Regions from separate parts of the Zea mays genome. Here region 2 is linked to region 1. Evidence: chromatin contacts called from public Hi-C data. All regions are on one chromosome and are shown on one strand. The core of a region is the stretch at or near the end of the contact, and the rest is flanking DNA. Distances in the headings are between cores, read along the strand shown. Region 1 holds the start of LOC100191541. Region 2 has its middle 110 kb from the start of LOC103637673.

Region 1 (4,283 bases), core at 37-2,536:
ACAGACCGAGAAAACCATAAAACCCCCTATCTATATACAACAACATCGTAGCCTAGCCAATATGAATTAGACCCGTGATTTGGTGTGAGATAGACAACGTCAGCCTCAAATTCAAACATCGATGACATTCAAAATATAGACATTCAATCTACTAATCTAGAAAATTCCCAACTGTGGGATTGCATCTATATTTTTCACAAAACATAAAATTCCCATATTTGGAAGGATGAACAGTAGAAAATCCTTAATTTCTTTGCAGAAACTTGCAGGACCCACAATGTATATAACCACTTTAAACAGTCTGAACTTTACATGAATTTGCAGTTCCACACTTGGGATTCAGTTGCTGAAATCAAAGTTAAGACAAAATCTCCTGGTTTGGAAAAATACTAGCAGAAACTATACCTTCCTTCTGATTATCTCAATTCTCAACCTGAACATCATATATGATCCAAAATGGCCAAGCAAGCATATTCATGTACTTATCCTTTTTTTTTAAACGGCCTGAGGCAGAACCATTTGGTCAGACAGGTGATAAATATCTCATAATATTGGACGAAACATGCATTCATGCATCCTCCAGCATCAACCCTAATAAAATATGCCAAGGATAAGAATAATTGGAACAAATAAAGGTAGCCGACCGCAAGGCCTCCTCCAGTCATCATATCTCATCCTATCCTTCTCTTTGGCAATCAATCGTGCCGCAGGAGAAACCACATATACAAGGATCTTATACAGGCAAAGAGTTGACCCGAAATTGCGGCCAACCAATTCGATCGACTTCCTAGGAGTCGGTAGAGCAGCAATGCAGAACAGAGGGTGCGGATCTACGGACCGTTGAGCATAATGATGGAGTCGTCGGGGAAGTTGAAGCGCGTCATGAGGAGGTGGCGCATGCACTTGACGTCGTTGATGCAGCCCTTCAGCTCATACCGCGAGTGCCGATACGATATCCCGCACACCACGGCTCGCTTTCGCCCGTGCACCGGCGGCGGCGGTGGACCCCACCCCGGCGGCGGCTGTACGGCACCGCGGTTGGGCTCGACAGGAGGGGCGGGGGCGACGTGCGTGATAGCCCCACAGATGGCGCATCGGATACAGGGAGCCCCGTGCGGCAGCTGCAGCGGGGTACGGCACCTCGAGCAGTCGATCAGCATCATCATCCTGCCCGCCGATCTCGGAGCCGCGTTGCCCACTCGCCCGTGTCTGTCGGCGCCGGAGACGCGACGAGCTGAGACAGATCACTGGCGAAGTGGACTGGCTGGTGCGGTCGTTTGGCGTTGGTGGATTCGGCTTGCGCCGTTGCGCGTGGCTGACCTCGTCTAGTTGGAGTTAATTGACTTTGTAACATTGTCGTCGAGCGACTTCGCCGGTCTACTACTCCGCTACACCTCGCTACTTTGGTATTATGAAGCACACATCAACATCAAATTGGGACGGTTAATCTCCCGCCCTCTGTAACCTTCCATGAGCTATGATAAAAGTCAATTTTGTCCCTGCTTTAACCACGGAGCCGGGTGAAAACCTAACTCCTCTTTCCATTCCACAGCGCCGCCAATCTTTCTGTCAATCTTTCTGTGCTAGTTCCTCCGATGGCGACTCCGACGAGAGGGAAGAAACGGCTGGTCGTCGACGTCGATGTCGAGGTCGACAGTGAGGCCGAAGTGGTTGCCGCCTTCAGTCGATTGTCTGTGTCAATCATCGCCAAGCCTACAGGCGACGGTAGCGGCAAGGAGCACTCCATCGGCAAGGATGTCACCTGCGCGGCCACATCAGGTACGTGCTACACCCAACAAACTCACCAGCAACATCCCTAATCCTACAACAGCTAGATGCAATTTACTTCCCAACGGCAGACCCATTCTGTCTTCAAGCAGTGCTCGGCACCTCGTTCAGTGTCGGTAAGGTTTCCCTTCCACCTAATTTAGGGTTGTGGTTTGTAAACTTTTGCAGTACTATGTTCAATTCCAACAACATTGTTTGTGGTTTCGCAAATAACCTGATTTGAAACGGTTCGTAGTGACCTCGCCCAAGCCATTGCAAAGATGCATGTAGTTGGGAGGAGTTGAAAGATTTGGCTGGAGACGAGATTATGGATTCGCCAGATACGGCCAAAGAGGTGTCAGTGAACTTCGCAATGTGGCGCGTGTATGAGCTTGCTCAGTCACTTGAGGAGGAAGCACAACGTTTAGAAGATCTCGAAGCTGGTCCGTCGCCACCATTATCTGAGTATTTCAATAACCAATTTGCTGAAGATCAAGATATGGGTGGTGGGGAATGGGCACTGGATGATGTCAATTATGAAGAGATTCGGGGTCGTCAGAGGAAGTAGAGTAGTATGGGTGGTGTGGAATGGGCACTGGATGTGTTATCTGTGTAAGAGTTAGCTTGTGTAAGGTTATCTGAGTATTTCAATAACCTTATTATGTAACTGAACTTGGTAGTGAACTACTGTGAACTTGGGTATGTATGACTGAAGTTTATGAACCTGGTAGTGAACTTGTTCCATGCATCATAAGAGTTAGCTTCTTTCTGAAGTTGTGTATGTCCACCTGTCGACCTGGGTTTCTGTTTTCGGTTTCTGTTTTCAGTCACATGAACATAAAGCTTCTTTCTGAAGTTGTGTATGTCCACCTGTGAACCTGGGTTTCTGTTTTCAGTTTCTATTTTCGATTCTGTTTTCAGTCACATGAACATAAACTGAAAAGAGAGCTACAAACTGAACATGGAAGAGGGACTAATTGAAAACAGAAACTCTTCATAAACATAAACTGAATGTGCCATAGTTTGACCACAGAAACTCTTCATCGAATAGACATAGTTTGACCACAGACATACACATAGTTTCACACATACACATAGTTTCACACATACAAATACACATAGTCTCATGGAATATAGATTTAGCTAGTCTCACACATCCAGTTACTTTCAAACATGTTTCTTCTTCGTCGTCAACTTCTTTCCTACTACTCTCTTTTTGTGCCTTTGTGGGGTTAAGTGCTCAACATGACCAACTGAAGTTGTGGCGCCCAACAAAAGCCTTGGTGGGGTTAAGTGCCCAACATGAACTCCCTGGAACTCCTACTGCACAACATCAACTCCCTGGCACAACATCACCTGTGTTTGACTCGTAACTTCAGTCTTCCGGGGTCATCTGGTGGGTCCTGATGTTGAGATGATTCGGCCACATTTTTTGGAAACCATTGTTTTGTGCTATTTTTCGAGGTTTCCTTTTCCTGAAAAACACCAAAAAAATACCATTATGAAGTAAAAAAACTGCTCATTAAGAGGGCATTTCAAGCTGCGGTTCAAATAAAATGGCTTGCCTTTTTTGGACCCATTAAGAGGGCATTTTGGGCTGGCCTTCCTATGACCGAGTTGGCCACAGTTCGGGCATTTAATTTTTCCTCTGAGTAGCTTCTTCTCCTTTTCCTCCTCAGGTATGGACCGTTTCTTCTTTGCAGCACCACCTTCTAGGCAGCTTTTCATCCTATTCTTCCTTTGTCGCCCAACACTCCTCTTACCAATAGGTGCATTCACTTCCTCGGCTATGGCCACTTGTGGCCAAAAGGATTTGTCGCCCACACTTTCAATCCTTCGTGCGTAAGCCTTTTTAAGTTTTTCAACAGAAAAGTAGTCGTCTACGAAGTGCTCCATTCCAACGTCTCGCATCTATCATCAATCTGTATTGCCCCCCAATCAATTTCTAAAACCTGAAACCAAAGGATAAGACAGCTATGAAGTACTCGGCGTAGGTACATCAGACAATAAACTGCTGGATATTTGAAATTGAATCAAACCTCCATTCAATATTCATCCCCAAACAGAAAAACTTGAGGATCCGACAAATCCGAGCTCGGGGCCGGTAGATCCACTCTTTCCACAGGAGATCGTGGTGAATGTACTCCAGAAGATATCGTGGGGAGGCAAGGAAGGGGTGGCTCACTTTCATCGCGGGGAGATGAATCCGGTGAGTGGGCGCAGTACGCGTCCTCCATGGAGACGGGTGAAGGGAACACTGAGCTTGGGCAGCGTCGCGCGGGGGATAACTCCGAGGATAGAAGGTCCACCAGATGGTGGCGTGGGTAAAACTAAACTGGAGTTTGGGCAGCACTTGACTGGAGCTTGGGCAGCGTCGCATGGCTAGGGGTAGATTAGTACACAGGAGTAGACAACCTTCATCAAATGCAAGAGAACAGAAGGTTACAGAGGGTGGTAGATTAGCAATCCCAATTTAGCGTTGGTGTGTGATTCATAATACCAAACTGGCGAAGCAC
Region 2 (4,511 bases), core at 1,350-3,849, 200 kb before region 1:
CCTCCGTTGCTCCTCCGATGCTCTTGGTCCCGTGCGCGTCCGGTGCTCTCGGTACGGTGCGCGAGCGCGCGGCTGCCTCGATCCGGTGCTCGGTGCTCCCACCTCCCTGCTCCGGTCCTCCATAGCTCCGGTGCTCGGTGCTCCCACCTCCCTGCTCCCTCCCACCGGCGCGGCGCACTCCGGTACTCCCTCCTCCATAGCTCCGGTGCTCGGTGCTCCCACCTCCCTCCTCCCTCCCACCGGCGCGGCGCACTCCGGTACTCCCTCCTCCATAGCTCCGGTGCTCGGTGCTCCCACCTCCCTGTTCCCTCCCACCGGCGCGGCGCATCCGGTGCTCACTCCTCGAGAGCTCCGGTGCTCCCAAGTCCAACCTCCCTGGTCCCTCCTACCGGCGCGGCCGCGCGGCGCATCCCGTGCTTCGACAGCTCCGGTGCTCCCACCTCCCTGCTACCTCCGACAGCATCTGGTGCTCCCACCTCCCTGCTACCTTCGACAGCATCTGGTGCTCCCTTCTCCAGAGCTCAGGTACTATCAGTGAATACCTCAATGTATATTCAATGATCTAGATCTTCATTTAGTGAATATTTAGTGAATCTGTTTACTCAATATATGACTGCATATTAGAGTTGTGTTTGACTGCATATTTATTGAATCTGTTTACTCAATCTATGACTGCATATGAGTTGTTTATATGGTCTGTTTGACCGCATATTTATTGAATCTGTTTGACTGCCTATTTATTGAATCTATGACTGCATATGAGCTGTTTATATGGTAGAGATGCTACTTTGCATGAAAGATTGAGAACTAGGAGAAGCTAGAGGCCAACACTGTACACAGGACGAAGACCTTGAACAAGCATTTGAAGGACTTTATCTTGATGACCCTTAGGGCCCTACACTTTGTAATCTCCTACTATTCTTCCTATTCCTACTCTATTCTAGTGATCTGGACATCTGGTGATGTAAACTGTACTCTTAGACATGAACTTATTAAATCAGAGCTGGGCTGTACTCTTTTTTCCTTTCTAGGGTTTTCTCACGAGGAGTGAGTTTTTACCTAGAAAGGTTTTCAATGAGGCAGCCATTGCACAAACAGCTCTAATCCTTTATATTACTTATCTTTATATTTTTGTTTTGTGCAAGTGTGATTGTGTGAATATGTATATAGTCTGTGATTTATGATTTTATGTCATTATGTGGATGGAAATGTAAACTGTGAAATGTGTTTGAATGTTTGAATGTGAACTGTGTTGGCGTGCTCGGGCTGGGCCGGGCTCCTTCGTGGGTCGGGCTTTCCGGGCCGGCCCGACACGGATGGGCCTGTGTAGTGCCGTGCTCGGACAGAACAGTCAGCCCGTCGGGCGGCCCGGCCCGGCCCGGTTAATAGGACGGGCTCAAACGGGTCGGGCTCAAACGGGCTCGGGCTGGGCCGGGCCGTGCCGCCCGTTTGGACATCTATAGGTACAGATCCCTCTCCTCTGCTGCGTCCGCGTCGTCAGTCGTCTCACTACTGTCTACTGGACACGCCCACACACACACACACAACGTATCCTTCCAATTGACAGCGTCGTGAAAGAGGCACACTGAGACTGCCGGACACTGCACTGGCCGTCGAATAATTTCCAGATCGACGACAGGTGGCCAGCCGCCCAGGCCGGCGCCGCGAACTTGACCGGAAACCGTCCACGTCGCCGGCCCTTTTTCTCGTTTTCTTTCCTGGAGAGTATTGGCAGTGGCAGTGGCAGTGCAGCGTGATGGGTCGCACGGGGGAGGGGCAAGAAAAAAAATTATGCTTTGCTGCTTGCCTTGCCCTCGACCGTCACAAGTGCGTGAACGATGAAACGGAGAGATCGGGTACAGGATGCGATCTTGCTAGTGCGTCGTGCGCTCCTTTTTGCTCTATATCATCGTAAGCACCAATACTTGACATCTGTAGAGGCCGAACGGTGCGGGCCGCGGGCGGTATGTCCCTATAGGTGGATAATTTACCCATCTAAACGGAGAGATCAGATGGTTTAATCTCTTTTTTTTGTGTTTTTATCCATCTAAATCGGTGGACTCTTTTAGAAAACGCTATGAACGGGTTCAAACCTCCCATATATATATGAATGTGTATGGTAGATTGCGCGCACCAATAATCCAACCAAATCAATCTATCTTTAGTTTCTTAACTTTTTGCTCTAGGAGTATCAGTAACGTAGCCTTCTCCCACCATCTTCACATCTCTTCGACTTTACGACATCTGGTGACGTCTTCGATGGCTTGCCGACTCCAAGACAACCCTAAGATCTCTCATCACTCTCACTGACGGATCCCTGACGCACGGACCGTTCGGGCTCCACGTGTGGACCGGGAAGGCCCGCTCCTGTCGTAGGGTTGCGGACTGTCTGACCCTAGGTCGTGGATCGTCCCTGACGCCGCAGAGAGCACCACCATCGGTAATCTTGTATTGAGACCCAACAATCAGATACCACGAGATGGTGTATGCAAAAAAAACTATGAAAAAGATGGAAGCTTTAATTAACGTGTGACATGAACAGGTGGATGGGCTAGATGGGTCTTTAGCCAATATGGGCACACGGACTAGGACAGGTCCTGGCCGAGAATGGGCTGGTAAACCCAGTCGACGCCATAGAAAGCCCATCTAGTGATCCTGAGCTGGGATAGGCCTTTTTTTTTACTGAGGCCTTCATGATCATTCCCTCCTACATAAAAAGATAAAGAGGTGAGGATCGAACTTTCAGTGCTCAATGCTACATAAGCTAGCACGCCAGCTTCAATTATGAGGGTGTTTGGTTTGTAGGGACTAATGTTTAGTCCCTATATTTTATTCCATTTTAGTTCCAAAATTACCAAATATAGAAATTAAAACTTTATTTTAATTTCTATATTTAGCAATTTATAGACTAAAAAGGAATAAAATGAAGGGACTAAACATTAGTCCCTAGAAACCAAACACCCCCTATATTAGATAATTCTAAAGATGGAAGAGATATTGGCACAGGATGAGATATCGAGTTTGATCGCGTTCTACAACTAAATCGTTTTTGTCAAGTGATCATCACTACGTCAAAAACATGTCAATAGTGACGTGTTTTTAGGTTTATTAGTGACACGTGTAAAACACGTCTCACATTTTGTCAATAATTAAATCTTATTAGTGACGCGTAAGAAGACGTCACTAATAAAATCACTTTAGTCAGTGTTTTAATAAATACGTGTCACTAAAAAAATACCCCAAGCAAAAACATTTAATTCCCTACCAACTAGCCCCATGCACAACCTTTGAGATTTGCACTCATAACATCCACATAATGCAAGTCACCATCTACCACTACACTACCAACTCATTTGTGTCTTTATTACATTTTCCTTCCCACATATTATAATAAACTCAGTGTAAATTGATTATTTTAGACACTAAATGAATTCAAATGAAAAACTTATCAACTACAAAGTTGCATAACTTTTCAAGATCTATAACTTTTATTTTGGTAGTTTTACCATTCGAGGTCGTTTACAAAATTTGATTTTCAAGTATGAAAGTTTTAAACGTATTTTTCTATAACAAGATGATTTCAAATCAAAACATTGTCAACTACAAAGTTTCATAACTTTTCAAGACCTACAACTTTTTTGGGTGTTTCTTCATCTGAGATTGTTTGAAAAATCAAATTTTAACTATGACACAAAGGTTGAAGCTAGTGACACGTTTATATATACATGTGTCGGGGACCATAATTAGGGGTACCCCTAAGACTCCTAATCTCAGCTGGTAACCCCCATCAGCACAAAGCTGCAAAGGCCTGATGGGCGCGATTCCGGTCAAGGCTTCGTCCACTCAAGGGACACGATCTCGCCTCGCCCAAGCCCAGCCTCGGGCAAAGACTGCTGACCCAGGAGGATTCACGTCTCGCCTGAGGGTCCCCTCAGGCAACGGGCACACCTTCGACTCGCCCGAGGCCCAGCTCGGGCAAGCTTCGCAGAGAAGCAACCTTGGCCAGATCGCCACGCCAACCGACCGTATCGCAGGAGCATTCAATGCAAGGATCGTCTGACACCTTATCCTGAGGCACGCTCCTCAGTCGACAAGGCCGAAGTGACCGCAGTCACTTCGCCGCTCCACTGACTGACCTGACAGAAAAACAGCGCCGCCTGCTGTTGGGACCATGCTTCGTCGCCGAAGGTCCTTCAGGAAGAAACACCTTCGGCAAAACCTGTTTATACGTGATACCGAAGCTACCGCTCATGAAGCTTCGATATTATAGCGTATCCGAAGATGAAGGATCGAACCGACTTAAAGATGGAATGACTTTTTAGTCCATAAGGGTCTGATTCATAGTTGTAATCTTTTGTAAGGGGTATGATTGTAATTTCTTACAGGCTACGTCCTGTGCCTATAAATAGTAAACAGTACTCCTTTATTGTTCACGCAATCCTGTAATTGTCAACGCATTACTCTGGAATTATTGTTTTCTGCCAAGGCGAAGGTATAAATGTAACTAAACA

The links. Hi-C and Micro-C count contacts between places; a contact is called where the count stands out from the background.
Region 2: a Hi-C map of endosperm shows a contact between it and region 1, with 3 times the contacts expected there. The contact joins the enhancer-like site here to the promoter of LOC100191541 in region 1. A contact is called at or near these places in 7 of 25 Hi-C or Micro-C datasets (bundle sheath, ear, endosperm and 3 more).

Annotation. Positions count from the first base shown.
Region 1 is chr1:96,453,516-96,457,798 of Zm-B73-REFERENCE-NAM-5.0, reverse strand. LOC100191541 reads right to left here and starts at 1,286. Exons shown (of 5, transcript NM_001365495.1): 1 at 839-1,286. The coding sequence starts at 1,166.
Region 2 is chr1:96,651,214-96,655,724 of Zm-B73-REFERENCE-NAM-5.0, reverse strand. No RefSeq gene overlaps it. Among protein-coding and RNA genes, the nearest start is that of LOC103637673, 110 kb to the right of the region's middle. Within about 2 kb of position 2,599, at least 17 of the 20 cell types and tissues checked have an H3K27ac peak or open chromatin away from gene starts, as enhancers often do. A contact at or near this core is called in bundle sheath, ear, endosperm and 2 more, where this site is marked.